Regions from separate parts of the Sus scrofa genome. Here region 1 is linked to region 2. A link is a contact called in public promoter capture Hi-C data. All regions are on one chromosome and are shown on one strand. Each heading gives the region's core, a stretch centred on a gene start, on an enhancer-like site or on the middle of the called end of the contact. The rest is flanking DNA. Distances are from core to core; before and after follow the strand shown. Region 1 holds the start of NBEAL1 (neurobeachin-like protein 1). Region 2 holds the start of STRADB (STE20-related kinase adapter protein beta).

Region 1 (7,030 bases), core at 3,100-5,599, 1.5 Mb after region 2:
GAAGAGGAACAGCTTAAAGGTAGGACTTTGCAGAGGGTGCATGGCAGACTTGAAAACTTCAGCAAAGGACTGCTTAATCCTCGACTGCAATCCAGTGTGTATTTTGTCAGAGGGAAAAGGGAAAGGAGATATTAGATGTGGATAATCCTTGTTCACAGAAGTTTGATGGGTACCACCAGCCTACCCCATCAATAGAATTATTAGATGGAAAAGAGCATCAACCAGCAGATTCCTAAGAGACTATATGTTCCTTGACTTTCTTCCTCAGTGCATAGCTAGAGGCTTATGGGACAGAAAGGGGGGAACTGCCACACAGATTACATGCATTAGTCCTTTTTGAGTTAACTAGGATAGGTCAGTGCCCTGGAGTCTCCTTACTGGTGGCAAAGCTGAGGCTTGCCCCTATGATGTAGATACTAAAACAAACAAAAAGCCTGCTCTCCTTTGTGTCCCAGTGGGAACATCCATGTGTCACCTCAGATGATGTGTTTATCTCTTCCTTGCTATAACAGCAATAATGTCATACTTGAGGATTCAGTGCCTACATGTAGCAATTGGCTTGGTTTTGTGTCACATACTCCTATCTCTCCAATATCTATGTTACTCATCACAGGGGAAGGTGAAGAATATGACAGTAGATGAATACAAAGCTATCAGACTACTTCCAAAACAAAGAAAAATGCATCTTTTATTAACTATAGGAACTTTAATGCTCAAAAGTGTGGTTTGTGGATCAGCAGCATTGGCATCACTTGGGAGTTTGATAGACTGCTGACCCACTGAATCCCAGGCCTATTGAATTAAAAATCAGCATTTTACTAAGATCCCTGGGGGACTTGTATGCATTTAACAGTTTGAGAAGCAACATGTATGATAATATTATCACCTTTGTTTATGAACACATTTATTATTTTTGCTGTAATTTATACATTGATTAAATTTATGTTTTATACTGTTTTTTTGTTTGTTTGTTTTGTTTTGTTTTTTGGCATGCTTAAGTTCCTGGGCCAGGGACTAAACCTGTGCCATGGCAGGGATAATGTCAGATCCTTAACCCACTGAGCCACTAGGGAACTTTATTTTTTTGTCTTTTGTCGGGCTGCACCCACAGCACATGGAGCTTCCAAGGCTAGATGTCCAATCGGAGTTATAGCTGCTGGCCTATGCTACAGCCACACCAATGCCAGGTCCAAGCCAAGTCTATGTACTACACCAAAGCCCATGGCAATGCCTGGATCTTCAACCCACTGAGTGAGGCCAGGGATCGAACCTACAACCTCGTGGTTCCTAGTCAGAATTGTTTCCGCTATGCCATGACAGGAACTCCCTTTTTTTTTTTTTTTTCTTTTCTTTTTTTTTATGACTGCACTCAGAGCATATGGAAGTTTGCAAGCCAGAGACTGAATCTGAGCTGCAGCTGCAACCTATGCCACAACTGTGGCAATGCCTGATCCCCAACCAACTGTGCCAGGCCGGGGAGCAAACCTGCACCTCTGTAGTGACCTGAGCTAACACAGCTGGATTCTTAACCCACTGCACCACAGTGGGAACTCCTATAGAGCTGTTTTATTATGAATCCAACATGCTATAACTAAATTTGTAGTGGGAGGAAAACTGGAGGTGGAAATAGTACAGATACATAGTGAAATAGGTATTTTTTTTCATTATGCAGTATGCAGATGTTTATTGAGCTCCTACTGTGTATAAGACACTGTCCAAAAGACTTGAAAGCAAAGTCTCTGTTTTCATGGTGCTTAATTTTACTAGGGGGGAAACTCACACTAAACAAATAAATTATATGTCATCTGATAAATACTATGGTGAAAAATAGATTAAGGGAGAATAGGGGATGCTTTTTTCTTTTTTGTCTTTTTAGGGCCAGACCTGCAGCATATGGAAGTTCCCGGGCTAGGGACTGAATTGGCTGGCCTATGCCACAGCCACAGCAATGCAGTTCCGAGCAGCGTCTGCAACCTACACTGCAGCTCACAGCAATGCTGGATCCTTAACCCACTGAATGAGGCCAGGGATTGATCTCACTTCCTTATGGATACTAGTTGGGTTCCTCACCACTGAGCCACAATGGGAACTCCGGGGATGCTGTTTTCTAAAGAAGTGTCAGGGAATGCACGCAGATGTCTTAGTCTGTTTGGGCTGCTACAGAAAATACCAAAGACTGGGTAGTTTATAAACTGAAATTCCTTTTTCACAGTTCTGGAGGCTGGAAGTCCAAGATTAGGGTGCTAGCATGGTTGAGTGAATGCCCTCTTCCAGGTCCCAGATTTCTCCTTGTATCCTCACTTGGTGGAAAGGGTTAGGGAGCTAGTTAAACCTATTTAATAAAAGCACTAATCCCATTCGTAAGGGCTCCTCCCTCATGACTTAGGGCCTACTTCCTAATACTATTACCTTGGGGGGGTGGTATGTCAACATATGAATTTTGGGAAGACACAAACATTCAGAGTACATCAATGGACAAGTGATTCTTTTTTTTTTTTTTTTTTTTTGGCTGCCCTGTGGCATATGGAGTTCCGGGCCAGGGATCATATCCAAGCCAAAGTTTCCACCTACACCACAGTTGTGGCAACATGGGATCCTTTAACCCACTGTGCAGGGCTGGGGACTGAACTTCTGTCTTGATGCTGCAGAGACGCTGTGGATCTCATTGCACCATAGTGGGAACTCTGAACATGGTGATTCTTCAACAGAGACTTGAAGATTGTGTGTGGGCATCTGGGGAAACAATATTCTGGGTAAAGTCCCAGAGAGTGGAATGTGCTTTGTGAATTTGAGGAGCAGCATGGAAGCCATGTGTCTGGAGTGATATAAGGGAAGGCCAGAATAAAATAGTTGGAGATGTTAAAGAGGGAAGTGTGGGAGGAAAACATAAGTCCTTGTTGGCCCTTTTAAGTGGGATGGGAATCCACTGCAAAGTTTTGTGCAAAGGATGTAACATCTTATTTCTATGCTGAAAGGTCATTCTTGTTGCTATGTTGAGACTAATCCATGAGTGGGGTGAGTGTACAGGCAGAGGCAGAGAGACAAATGGGGAGGCTACTACAATAATCCATAAAAGATTTAGTAGTAACTCACATCCTGGTGGTAGTGGTGTAGAAAAATAGTTAGATGTGTTTTGAAGATACAGCTGAAAGGCTTAGTCTGAATGTGACATATATAAAAAAGACAGCGAGGATACTTGTTAGGTTCTAGGAGAATGAAGCAGCTAATTACTAAAACGGGGAATATGGCAACAAGGGTAATTTCTTCTCCTCCTGCCACTTCCAAAATTTTCACATGTCATTTCACAGGTCTGCTGGAGAACCAAGAGATTTTGAAAAGGCACAGTTTGCTAACAACTACCCCAAATTATTCAAAACTCTGCTACCTTAGGGAGCAATTGTAAAGGAATGAGTATGGCTGTTTTCCAACAAACTTTAAAAACAATGGAATTTGAATTTCATCTAATTTTCACATATCATGACATATTATTTTGATTTTTGTTAAGTTTTCAAGTAGGATGGTCTGCAAAACCTAAAATATTTTTTCTCTGTACACTTTGCCAGCTACTGATATTGATGGAAGGAAGATGGGACACTAGTGATGGTATACGGGATTTCATTATACTAGTTTACTTTTGTATACTGTTTGACATTTTTCACAATAAAAGTTTTTTAAAAATGTTTAGGTGTACTAATCTCATGCGTCTTTCCCCAACTCCTTAAGCACCTTTCCCCCTAAAGTGGTCTATAGCTAGTAAATGCAGTTGTTTTCCTTTCGTATCTTTTTTTTTTTTTTTTTTTTTTAAGAGCAAAGCCCTTTTAATTCTTTAGTAGTGATGAAACAAGCCCGTTGTGCTTGACACTCAGCGACAGCGGAAGTATGAGACACAAACACGATAAAGGATTTTGGGGTGCGTGTGGGAGCAATTGTCTGTTCTTACATTAGCGTACACTCTCAGGACCAATCCCCTTTTTACAAAAAGAAATCAAAATGAAATCCTCTTTAGTTATCACCGTAGGGTTCCCTGCCCTCCAATGATTCCCGGAAATGACGCCACGAGCCGAACGCTCTGTCTGCCCATCCCCGGCAGCAGCAACGGGTGGACGTAAGCACGTCGTCGGTCCTTAGTCTCGTTCAGCTCGGGGCCGACAGGAGCGCCCCACCGGGAACCGGCCGCCGGGTCTTCAGAAGCCGGGTCGACTGCGACTGCGCAGGTATGCTGGGGCGAGGCTTCAGGTCATCCCGCCCCTTCCCAGCCTTCGCAACCAATGAACAGCTAGTGCCCTGGGGCGGGTAAATCCTTAGAGGCCAGAATGATTAGCCGAGAGGAAAGCCCCTCCTCTGGCCCCCTCCCAGCCTCCCGCCCCGCCCCGTGCGGTCGCCGCCCCGCCTCCCTCTCCTGCCCGCCTGCTTAGCTGCGGGGTGACACGGGGCTTCGCTGGGGAAGGGGGGGGCAGGGAAGCAGATTAGACGGCCTGGCGGCGGCGGCAACACGACCCCCCAATGTGAGCGTGGTGAGGCGAGCGGGTCGTAGGGAAGAGGGGGCCGCGTGGCAGAAATGGGAGGGCCCAGGGTGTTTGGGGGTGAGGGCGCGGTAGAGAGGGGGGCGGCCGTGAGGGGGCGAGGTCGACCCGGATGCGGTCGAGAGGGCGTGGGTAGTGGGTCGCGGAACGCCAAGCTCGCGTTGCCCCTTTGCCAAAGCTTCTCTTGGCGGCTCGGCTCGCATTAAGTTTGCCTCCCTTTCTCGGTTGCCCGGGATGCGAGGAGGAAATTTAAAGGTCCCCAAAACACTCGGAGGTTTTCCCGAGGTGTTTTCCTTGCCGCGCCGGTGTTTTCCTTGTGCGCTCCTTAACTGGATGGAGAGGTAGCGAGGCCAGGTGGAAAGGTCGACTTTCACTCCCTGAGGATTGTTGCAACAAACAAACCAGAAATTCTTCCCCCTCCTCCCCACGCCCTGCCCTGCAACACAGCGACAAACATTCCCAAGAAGTTTTAAGAAGCAGCCTAGAGAATTCCAAGGGATTCTGTCTTTGAAATATGTCAGTATGTGTGCTTTTTCTTATGTTTATAGAAAATGTATGAGTGGGAACGGCGTTTTTGCTGCTTACTATCATTGGACACATTTTTTGTTATGAAAAATACTCATCTTTGAGTTCTGCCCAAGAGGATTCTGATTTTCTGTTGATGTGAAATATTGTATTAGCTGTGATGTTTTTCTGAAATACCAATTTCTGTGAAATCCGATCAGTTGTGAAAGCTTAGCCAGTTGTTTGTGGGCAGTGAAGAAAATAAATCTCTAGTTTTTATAAACCCATAATTGTTAATATGGCCTCTTGTTAAAGGGAATCTTGCATCTTTTTCTCTTTTACAGATTTATGTAATTGCCCAAAGACCACTGATGAATATATGTTGGAATAACTGCTGAAACTGAATCTTATTAACCAGAAAGCAGACCGTCCTTTGTTTCACTTCTTTTTGTTTTCCCTACTGCTTTGAGTTTTATTGTAACAGCTGAAAAACTTGGAAAATAAAATGAACATACTGTGGTCTTGAACACAATTTTTTTTTTTGAGGAAAAATTAAAGTGCCAGAGTGAAAGCCAGAATGGCATCCAGAGAGAGACTCTTCGAACTTTGGATGCTTTATTGTGCGAAGGTAACTACTTTTCTTTCTATTTCTAAGTTTTAAAATACTTTGTTATAAAAACTTTTGTAACTGCCATTATTAACATTTTATTTAATGGATAATATCATGTTTATTTATAGTAATGACCTCAAATGTAAAAACGCAGGATTTTCTGTTTTCTGCTTTTGCAAGTTCGAACACATACCCAATATTGGCATGTTATTAAAAAGTGTACGGTGTGCTTTTATTTATTTTTTGTCTTTTTTCAGGGCAGCACCCGTCACATATGCAAGTTCCCCAGTTAGGGGTCAAATCCGAGCTGCAGCTGCCTGCCTATACCACAGCCATAGCAACACCAGATCCGAGCTGTGTCTGTGACCTGCACCACAGCTCGTGGCAACCCCAGATCCTTAAGCCACTGAACAAGGCCAGGGATTGAATCCAAGTCCTCATGGATACTAGTCGGGTTCCTTGCAGCTAAGCCAAGATGGTAACTCCTAGGGTGTGGTTTTAACTTGATATTTTTCTTCAGTGATCCTAACATTATATAAGTAAAACTATGACCTTAAGATAAAAATATTTATATTTTTGTTTGGTTTTTTTCCCTCTCACAAGTGGAAGTACTGATAGAGATATTTTTATAAGACCATTAAACATTTTTCTCATAATTAATCTTTTTTAAGTTGTATAAAAAGGTTATTGTATAAAAGGGCTATAGACTTGAGGTGGTTACTGTAAGCTTGCCCTAATGCACCTTAGAAGCATTGTCTTACTTGATCCTCACAATCATCATGTGAAACGGGTATTGTAATTATCCTTTTTGACTGATGAGAAAAACTGATGCAGAGGTTAAAGAGGCCAATGAGAAGCAGGCACTTCTGCTTCTGTACCTAGTTGGACTCTGTACTGTCTGATTCTAGTCCATGCTCTTATCCATTATGACTCATTATTTTTACTTTTGTCATTCAAAATTAATTTTTCTTTTTTCATCTTTATATGACTTTACATGTTAACTTTGATTTTAGGTTATTGGGGGAGAAAGGTATTACTTAAAAACATGTTTTTCCAGTGAGAGCTGATTACTACTTTGAAGATACTGAAAAGGGTCAGAGTAACATCTCCAATTTACTGCTTAAGTTACTTTAGGTCTATGTGGTGAAATTCTCAAGTCTCAGCTTGCGTTTTTTGCATTATCCCTTTGGGTTCCCTTTTTATACTTTCACCTCTTTAAAGAACAACTTATTCTTTAACAGATGACCTCAGTTATCTTAATATTAAATATTAGAGTTTGCACTGGAATTTTCTGTTACTTCCTGGTTTGATATTACAGTTACTGAAGGACGTATACTTTGAAATGTTTAATATGGATTTTTAAAATAGCTTTTAGTCTTGTGTAATTTAATTC
Region 2 (7,649 bases), core at 583-3,082:
CCGGATCGTTAACCCACTGAGCAAGGGCAGGGACCGAACCCGCAACCTCATGGTTCCTAGTCGGATTCGTTAACCACTGCGCCACGACGGGAACTCCCTGTAATGGTCTTTAACTCTGTGGAGGATGAGAATTGCAAGTAGATAGAACAACTGGTTCAAAAGCACTAAAGCAGGGCTTCAGGATTTATTCTAGATGTCCAAGGTATGCAGTAGGAACCGGTATTAGGAAATAATGCTGGAAAATGCTTTTCCAACCTTTAAGGTCAGTAATTTTTTTTTTTTTTTTAAGGTCAGTAATTCTGAAGTAGGTACAAGTTACCTGACCCACACTTTGAAGTAAGGCAGATAGATCTAGGTATGAATCTCTACTTGTTACATAAGCAAAGTTTTTGAACCTCAGATTATGCAACAGAATTATTTTAGTGATTAAGAGATCCAACGTATGTAGAGCTCATAACTGAGATGCCTGGCTGATTGGAAGTACTCAAATGTTTGTCTGACTCCTGTCATCCTATGAATAAAGATATGTAAATATAACAACTGTCTTTCAGTGTTTGATGAATGTCTGAGACTTGCTGAATGTTACTGAATTTTAAAAACAGAAAGCTGGAATAACTGCTGAGATGATAAAGTGTCTTCATGCTTGCCCTTTCTTACCACCAAATGTCCTTCACAATTTCTTCTGTAGTGTCATGTCACCACCGTCAACATGCTATTTGGAGATCACTCTAGCTCAGACTTCCAATTCTACAGCAAAGATTTGAAGTTGAGGGGAAAAATGACTGAAATAAATTAAAAACAAAAACCTGGAAGAGTCCTTTTCATTTTATTTCTATGGTCCATTCTAGCTTGATGAATTTCCAGTGAAAAGTTTGTTTCTGGGGCAGAAACTGCAGGTTTAAATAAAAGGCTCGTGGGCAAGTAACCGAGTTCACCACTATTAAAATGACCCAGAAGTCTTTCAAGTGTTTGGGAGATTATCTTTATGCTGATACTAAAAGGATATCTGCCAATATTCATTATTTACGGTTGAAACTAAAGGCAACTGTCTTTCTTTTAAAAGACGTCTGGCTCAAAATCAATTGCAAGAAAAGCCCAACTCAACATAGAGCTCTTTTCCACTATCGTCTCATCTCTCTCCCATCACAGATGGCGACTGAGGCTTAAGGTTTAACGTCCAGACACTAAAGCCGCTCATCGCTCGGGGATGGGGCACTAGGTGAGTACTGTCCGGCAGAGGATGGGATACTGCTAATCCTCCTCAGAGGCGCATCTGGGGTGAACCCGGGGACCAGAGTCCAATGCCCACCACTTCGCCCTTATCCTTAGAAAACCACCCGCTTCCCAGAGCGGGGCGGGGACCCGGCGAGCACCCAGCCCTCCAGTACCCAGCTCCGGCTCCAGTGTCCGCGCGCGACCTCCGAGGACCAGGAGGAGCGCGGGGCGAGGAGGCTCCTCTGCCTTCAAGAGAAGATGGCAAGAGCAAGTTCGGGTCGTGCGCGGGAAGGTTACTTACAGGAATAGCCCGGGGTCCTCGGTCCTGCGCCCGCGCTCCTTCAAGGAGAAGATTCTAAAAGCGGCGGCAGCCTAGGAGCAGCAGCCAAAGCGGCCGCCGCTGCCTGTAACCGCCCGGGCGTGGCAGGGACTGGTGGGCGACTTCACAACATCATCACTCGGCGACTTCGGTTTTGCAGCGACGCCGGCTCAATTACAGTCCCCCGCCCCGCACAATTGGGGAAGAGAGGACGAGACCCACTCTCCCAGCAGCCTCTAAGGCGCTAGCGCACTACCTGCTGGGAATTGCAGTTTCCTCTAGGCCACGCCCCTAGCACGAAAGGCCACGCCCCCTAACCGGCGGCCCCGAGGCGGGAGGCGGGGCCGCGACCCTGCAGCCGGGGTGGGGCGAATCCCGTCCCGGCGGGGTGCCCCGGGCTGGGGCCGAGTTCCAGGCCCACAGTCCCAGTCCGGGTCGCGCCGCCCTCTTGAGCTTCGCGGCCCGCGCTGGGAGCGGGCCTTGCGCTCTCGCCTTGCCCCTGGGCGGGCCGGGCACCCGGGCCCTGCACCTTTGGCTGCCTGAGGAGAGCTGCTGGCTTTGGTCGCCGCCTAGGTAATGAGGGGACGCCGGGCCGGGGAGGGTAAGGGAGGGACAGTTGGGACGTGAGGGAGCGCGGTTGCGTTCGCGCTAACCTCGGGAAGCCCGGGACTAGAACTCGCCACCCTGCCTCAAGCCCGAGCCCGGGCGGCCAGCGGGGCTGTGGAGGGAGCCCGGCTCTGCGTGGCGACCGGCCCGTGCGCCCCGCGCAGCTCCGGCTCTGCCCGGGAGTCCTGGGCCTCGCGGCGGCGGAGGCACCTGCGTGCGGCGTAGGCGGCGCCTGCTGGGGTTGGCGGTGCCAGGTGTTTGGGGGCCCATCCGCCCGCCGCGCTCTCCCCCGGCCCCGCCACCCCCACCCTTACCCTTGCTCTCACCTTTGGCCGTGCTTCCCCGCTCGAGAAGTTTCCAAACCGAGGACGCCCTCCGGCCCCCGCTCCGTGTGACACCTTCTGTGAGTTCGCTAACAAAGTGCCCCAAAACAGGACTCGGAAGGAAGCTTTTACATCATTAAATGCTCAAGCTGCGTTTGGTCCTCGGTATTTAAGTTCAGCGTTGTGTTGTTTCCTCGTGGGTTTGTTGTGTCAGGCACCTTTTCCCTTAGAACTTGATCAGAATTTGTGACAGCGCCTACCTAGCCTAGAGCCTGGCACACAGTAGGCACTTCGTAAATATTTTTTGAAAGTGTGAGTCACGATGCTAAGTTTGGAAAATTCTACTGAGTTGTGCGTCGCTCTAATTTTTAAGACTTTATGGGTTCCCAGGATCCCTTTGAAACTTACAGTAATCTTAGAGCTCTGCGCAGTTAAATCAGGTTTTTTGCATTCCCAGTAACAGTGGTCTCTTTTGGATGTTTACATTAACTAATTCTCTCCCCCCTCCCCAGTTGTGTAATTTAGATGCGCTCCTGATTTTCTCAGCAAGTGTTAATTTAACCTTTCAGATTAAAGCCTTAGGAGGAACCATTAATATAGAACAGATTTAAATTATTTATAAGGCTTTATCCTAATTAGCTTTTTAGATACAAGTGCAAGAGACCACACTGATGTACCTGTGAATATATTTAGAAATACAAGTCTCACCATGATTTTTTTTAAAGAATTTATATTTATACCTAGTGAAAGCGCATGCAGGAGAAAATTATGACAGCAAAGCTATCCTTCCCTCCCCCCGCTGCCCTTAGCAGGGGCAGCTGCTGCCTTGACCTCAAAATGTCTTATAATATTATCTCTTAATAGTCTGTCACATCTAAAGCAAAATCTCTGGGATTAACCCATGCACAGTTCTCACAGATTGTGTTTCTTATGAGTTTTTCTGGGAAAAAAAAAGTGTAATGGAGTTTACAAAATTTTTGTTGTTTAAGAACTTACTTATATTACGTGGGAAAAGCAGGAAACAAAATCCTGAGAACCAGGAAATTCAGTTAATCATGATATCTCTAATCTTACTGCTTGTGGGAATGTCCCCTACAAGTGGTCAGGGCCTTGTCTGCGGTGGTCACTAATGAGTGTCCCAAGTGCCTAGCACAGTGCCTGACCCATGACAGGCATTCATTAAACATTTGTGAAGTGAATACTTGGCTTTTTTAGTCAATAGCACAGTGACTTTCAGGTGTGTGGTTTTTTCATTTACTCGGATGTTTCCTTAGAATAAGTTAATGGAAGTGAGAATTTTATTAGGTCAAAAGGTATGAATATTTAAAAATTAATTGGAGTAGACTTGCAATGTTGTGTTAGCTTCAGCTGTACGGGAAAGTAAATCAGCTATACATATATCGATTCTTTTTCAGATTCTTTTCTCGTATAGGCCATCACAGAGCATTGAATAGAATTCCCAGTGCTATATAGTAGGCCTTGTTACTGATTGATTTTTGTATATATATTAGTTTATATATGTCCCAACATTTTTATCATTATTAAAACATTGCCAACCTGCTTTCCAAATGAGCCCTATTGTTTGGTACTGCCACCAATAATATCTGAGTGTACCTTTCAAAACATCTTCTTCAGCTCTTATATTGACACAATATTTGCTAGTTCTGAGCCCTTTCAGATGAAATATTCAATTTGATCTCAGTCACCTTGGAAAGTGGGCAGGGCAGGTGTTGCATTCCCCCTCTTGTAACACAGCAGACACCAGCGTCTTACATTGATGATAGTGAATGGCAGGTGACAAAATAATCAAGCACTCTCAGATTTTTCTTCGTCCTGTTTTCTGTCTTTGGTTTATACTGAATATCCTGAGTAAATTGACATCCTTCCCTAGCAATAAAATTGGCTGCTACTCTATGGTGAGCAAAGTCTTTTTCTTTCTCATTTTGTTCAGATGTTTGTAGATACCTTGATTAGACTTGGGAACTTCATTAAAATGAAATAATGAGCCACAATTTAGATGAAAGAGATATTGGTTAGGTATAAGGAAAGACCTGGCACTAGCAGGTTTAGAGCATTACCACCTTTTAGGAAAGATCTGGAAACTTTTGGTGGTGCTTTAGTAGCTCCTTGAATCTGAAGAAGCTCTTTTAACCCTCTGAATCTGTTAGAATCTTCATAAACTATTGAGCTTAGTACTCCGTTAATGAAAGTGGACAGAACTTATTTGTATGATTACTGCGTATCTTTCATATATGTCAGTAAATTCCAAGAAGTAAAAGAAATCAGATCTAAGAATCATAAAATAAAAAATATTCGACCTACAGAAACTATTATTTTTGTATGGAAATGACACAAAAAATTTTAAAACATATGGCGAGAAGAAAATGGTATTAATTCCTAGTCTGTTACTAATCCTGATTCTTTCCCAAATTTGCTGGTCAGTGACCCTAAGTGATTTAATGGTGATTAATCAGATGAGGAAGATTAATTACCTATTAAATCATTTTGGAAGATGCAAAGTTTACTTATAAATGGAACCATTGGAAATTCTTGGAGTATATTTATAGTTGGCACCATTTATTAACCAAAAGTGTGTCCAACATTGCCTTTTCTGTATTCTTATATCTGCTTAGTGTTTTTTAAAAACATAATACAGAAAAGATAGGAAAGGAAAGATGGGGGTATATGGAGACTTTGGAAATATTCAGAATTTCCTTTCCACTTCACTCTGCCTTTCTATTTTAATGTCAGGTCCCAAATAGTCTTCAGTAAACAGAAATGCTTTTAAGGACACTTTGCCGAAATGTCTGTAATCCTCTGTTAGAGAATAGCTGCCCAAATAGCAATGGGTTTATGGCAACTAGGTCTTCAAAGAGTTTGTATATAAATCTAAGTTATTTTGCTTTTTTTTTTTATAGTAGGATATTTCTTGAAGATAAAGCAGAAATCTTTGGAATAGATGGATTTTTGTCACTTTCTGTGAACTAAAGCGATTCAATGTCTCTTTTGGTAAGTTTTTAATAAACATGGATCTAATTTTGTATCAACAGAGTAGTTAGAGGTTAGTGCAAGGTCATAGAGGACATACTCTGATGGAATATTCTTATGCTTTAAGATGTTGTTTTGATCTGAATGACTTCTGGTCTTTAAAAATGAGTTATATTTTCATTGGGTTTTTGTCTTTTTAAAAAAGTGCTTCTCCTGTCCTTTTCTGTTATACTCCTTGTTTTCCTTTGTCCCATACCCACTTTTTTTCATACATTTACTGTCCTTAGATGTTCTTTCATCCAGTTGAGCTATGCCTTATCCTTTAAATCTTTCAAAACTCTTTTTTACACATTTCCATCTGACTAAAGGTAGTCAATATAGTGTTAAAAATAAGCCTTTTGGGAGTTCCCATCGTGTCTTAGAGTAACGAACGCAGCTAATACCCATGAGGACATGGATTTGATACCTGACCTCACTCAGTAGGTTAAGGATCCAGCATTGCCTTGAGGTGGTGTAGTTTGCAGACTCGGCTCAGATCCCAAGTGACTATGGCTTAGGCCGGCAGCTACAGTTCTGATTTGACCCCTAGCCTGGGAACTTCCATATGCTGTGGGTGTGGCTCTAATAAAACCAAAAAGACCCCACAAAAGCCTCTTGACTTAACAACAAACATTTGAATCAGTGTAAAATAGTGTGTATATATATCAACTTGTTTCTTGCCTATATTAAGTCCATGGTATCTACTTTAGATTAAGTAGTTTTAGAACTTTGATTATGTCTTATGTAGAATATAATACAAAGTTTGAATTATTAAAGCAGTGCTCTTTTAAAAAGTGATGGGTACATTTGTATGATGATTTGTAATTTACAAATACTTTCTTATATCTCTCTGTCTTCAAAATTGTAAGTGATTGGCAGGGCAGGTGGTATAATCCTCATTTGGAGTTTGGCTCAAGACTGCCAAGAATTAGAGCCAGGGCTCAAACCGATATCTGCCAGTACACTCCATCACTCGCCAAGTCTGAGAGGCATAATATGAAGTTAGAAGGAGACTATATTGTTAGTTATTTGGAAAATACAGAATGCATTTACTTTGTGTTTAAAGTTTTTCCACTTAAAAGGGGAACTTTGTATATCTGGAACATACATTGAGGTGAAATATCTACCTCATTTTTCTAAAGCTGGGATCAGCAAACTTTTTCTGTAAAGGGCCAGATGGGATTTGTGTGCCCTATGGTCTCCATTAAATTACTCTTCTGTTTTAAAACCAACCATAGCCATAATATGTAAATAAATGCAAATGGATGTGAACTTTATGCACTAAAACAGGTGGGGGTCAGATTTGACTCATGGGCCATAACTTTTTGAACCCTTCTCTAAAGAATTACTTAAAGATTAACAATTTTATATCCGTTTGTAGCTTGGATGAGATATAAGAGGGCACTTGATAGATGAAGATCTTGAGTTTTAGAGGGCTGTGTGCTTTCCTAGGGGACAAATTAGGGGGAAAGAACATCTTATTTAATCTATTTTGTCATAATTATGGATTTTTTTTGAAAAATAATAGAATTTGATAATGGGTCATTTATATTCATTTTGTTAATAATTTTGTTATATTCTTCTGCATTGATGAAATATTGATGAAATACTTAGAGTCCTTTGAATCAAAACATTCATATTTCCCCTAAATGAGATATTTATGCAACTGAGATATAGTTAATGTTTTTACTTATGAAGGATTCTTACCCATTCAAGTTTTACCCTCTATTTGACAGCTAAGAAAAGATGTTTTCAAAGGAGCAGCAGGTAACGAAATTCCAGGTTCTCAGAAATAAAGCAGGTGTTCAGCACAAACTATGTTGTTTGCATGAACAGTTTAGGCACTGTGATCCATTCTTATCAGGGAATGGTGGGAAATTCCCAGAATCCTAGTTCCTAGATACCAGTCAATGGTCGGCCTTGCAAGCAGGTCTTTTCAAGGCGTACTGTGTTAACTTTTCCACACAGTGGTATTAATGATTATTGTGAAAGGTTTAGGGTAAATGTAGCAAAATATATATAAGTACCAAATATAATACTTAAATAATCTAACTGGAGATTATTTTTATTCTGAACAGCAGTGATAAGTATCTTCAAACACTGTTAAATTGTAAGTTTTTTTCAGCTTATACAAACCACTAGACATTTTGCAAAAGAAA

What was found. Promoter capture Hi-C pulls out the DNA fragments that hold promoters and counts their contacts.
Region 1: a promoter capture Hi-C map of liver shows a contact between it and region 2, with 3 times the contacts expected there. The contact joins the promoter of NBEAL1 here to the promoter of STRADB in region 2. A contact is called at or near these places in 1 of 5 promoter capture datasets (liver) and 1 of 2 datasets of contacts at active chromatin or transcription factors (alveolar macrophages).

Annotation. Positions count from the first base shown.
Region 1 is chr15:106,511,933-106,518,962 of Sscrofa11.1, forward strand. NBEAL1 (neurobeachin-like protein 1) reads left to right here and starts at 4,350. Exons shown (of 55, transcript XM_021075109.1): 1 at 4,350-4,505; 2 at 5,372-5,655. The coding sequence starts at 5,605.
Region 2 is chr15:105,053,386-105,061,034 of Sscrofa11.1, forward strand. STRADB (STE20-related kinase adapter protein beta) reads left to right here and starts at 1,833. Exons shown (of 12, transcript XM_003133587.5): 1 at 1,833-2,107; 2 at 5,382-5,472. The coding sequence starts at 5,461. TRAK2 (trafficking kinesin-binding protein 2) reads right to left here and starts at 2,669. Exons shown (of 16, transcript XM_021075699.1): 1 at 2,467-2,669.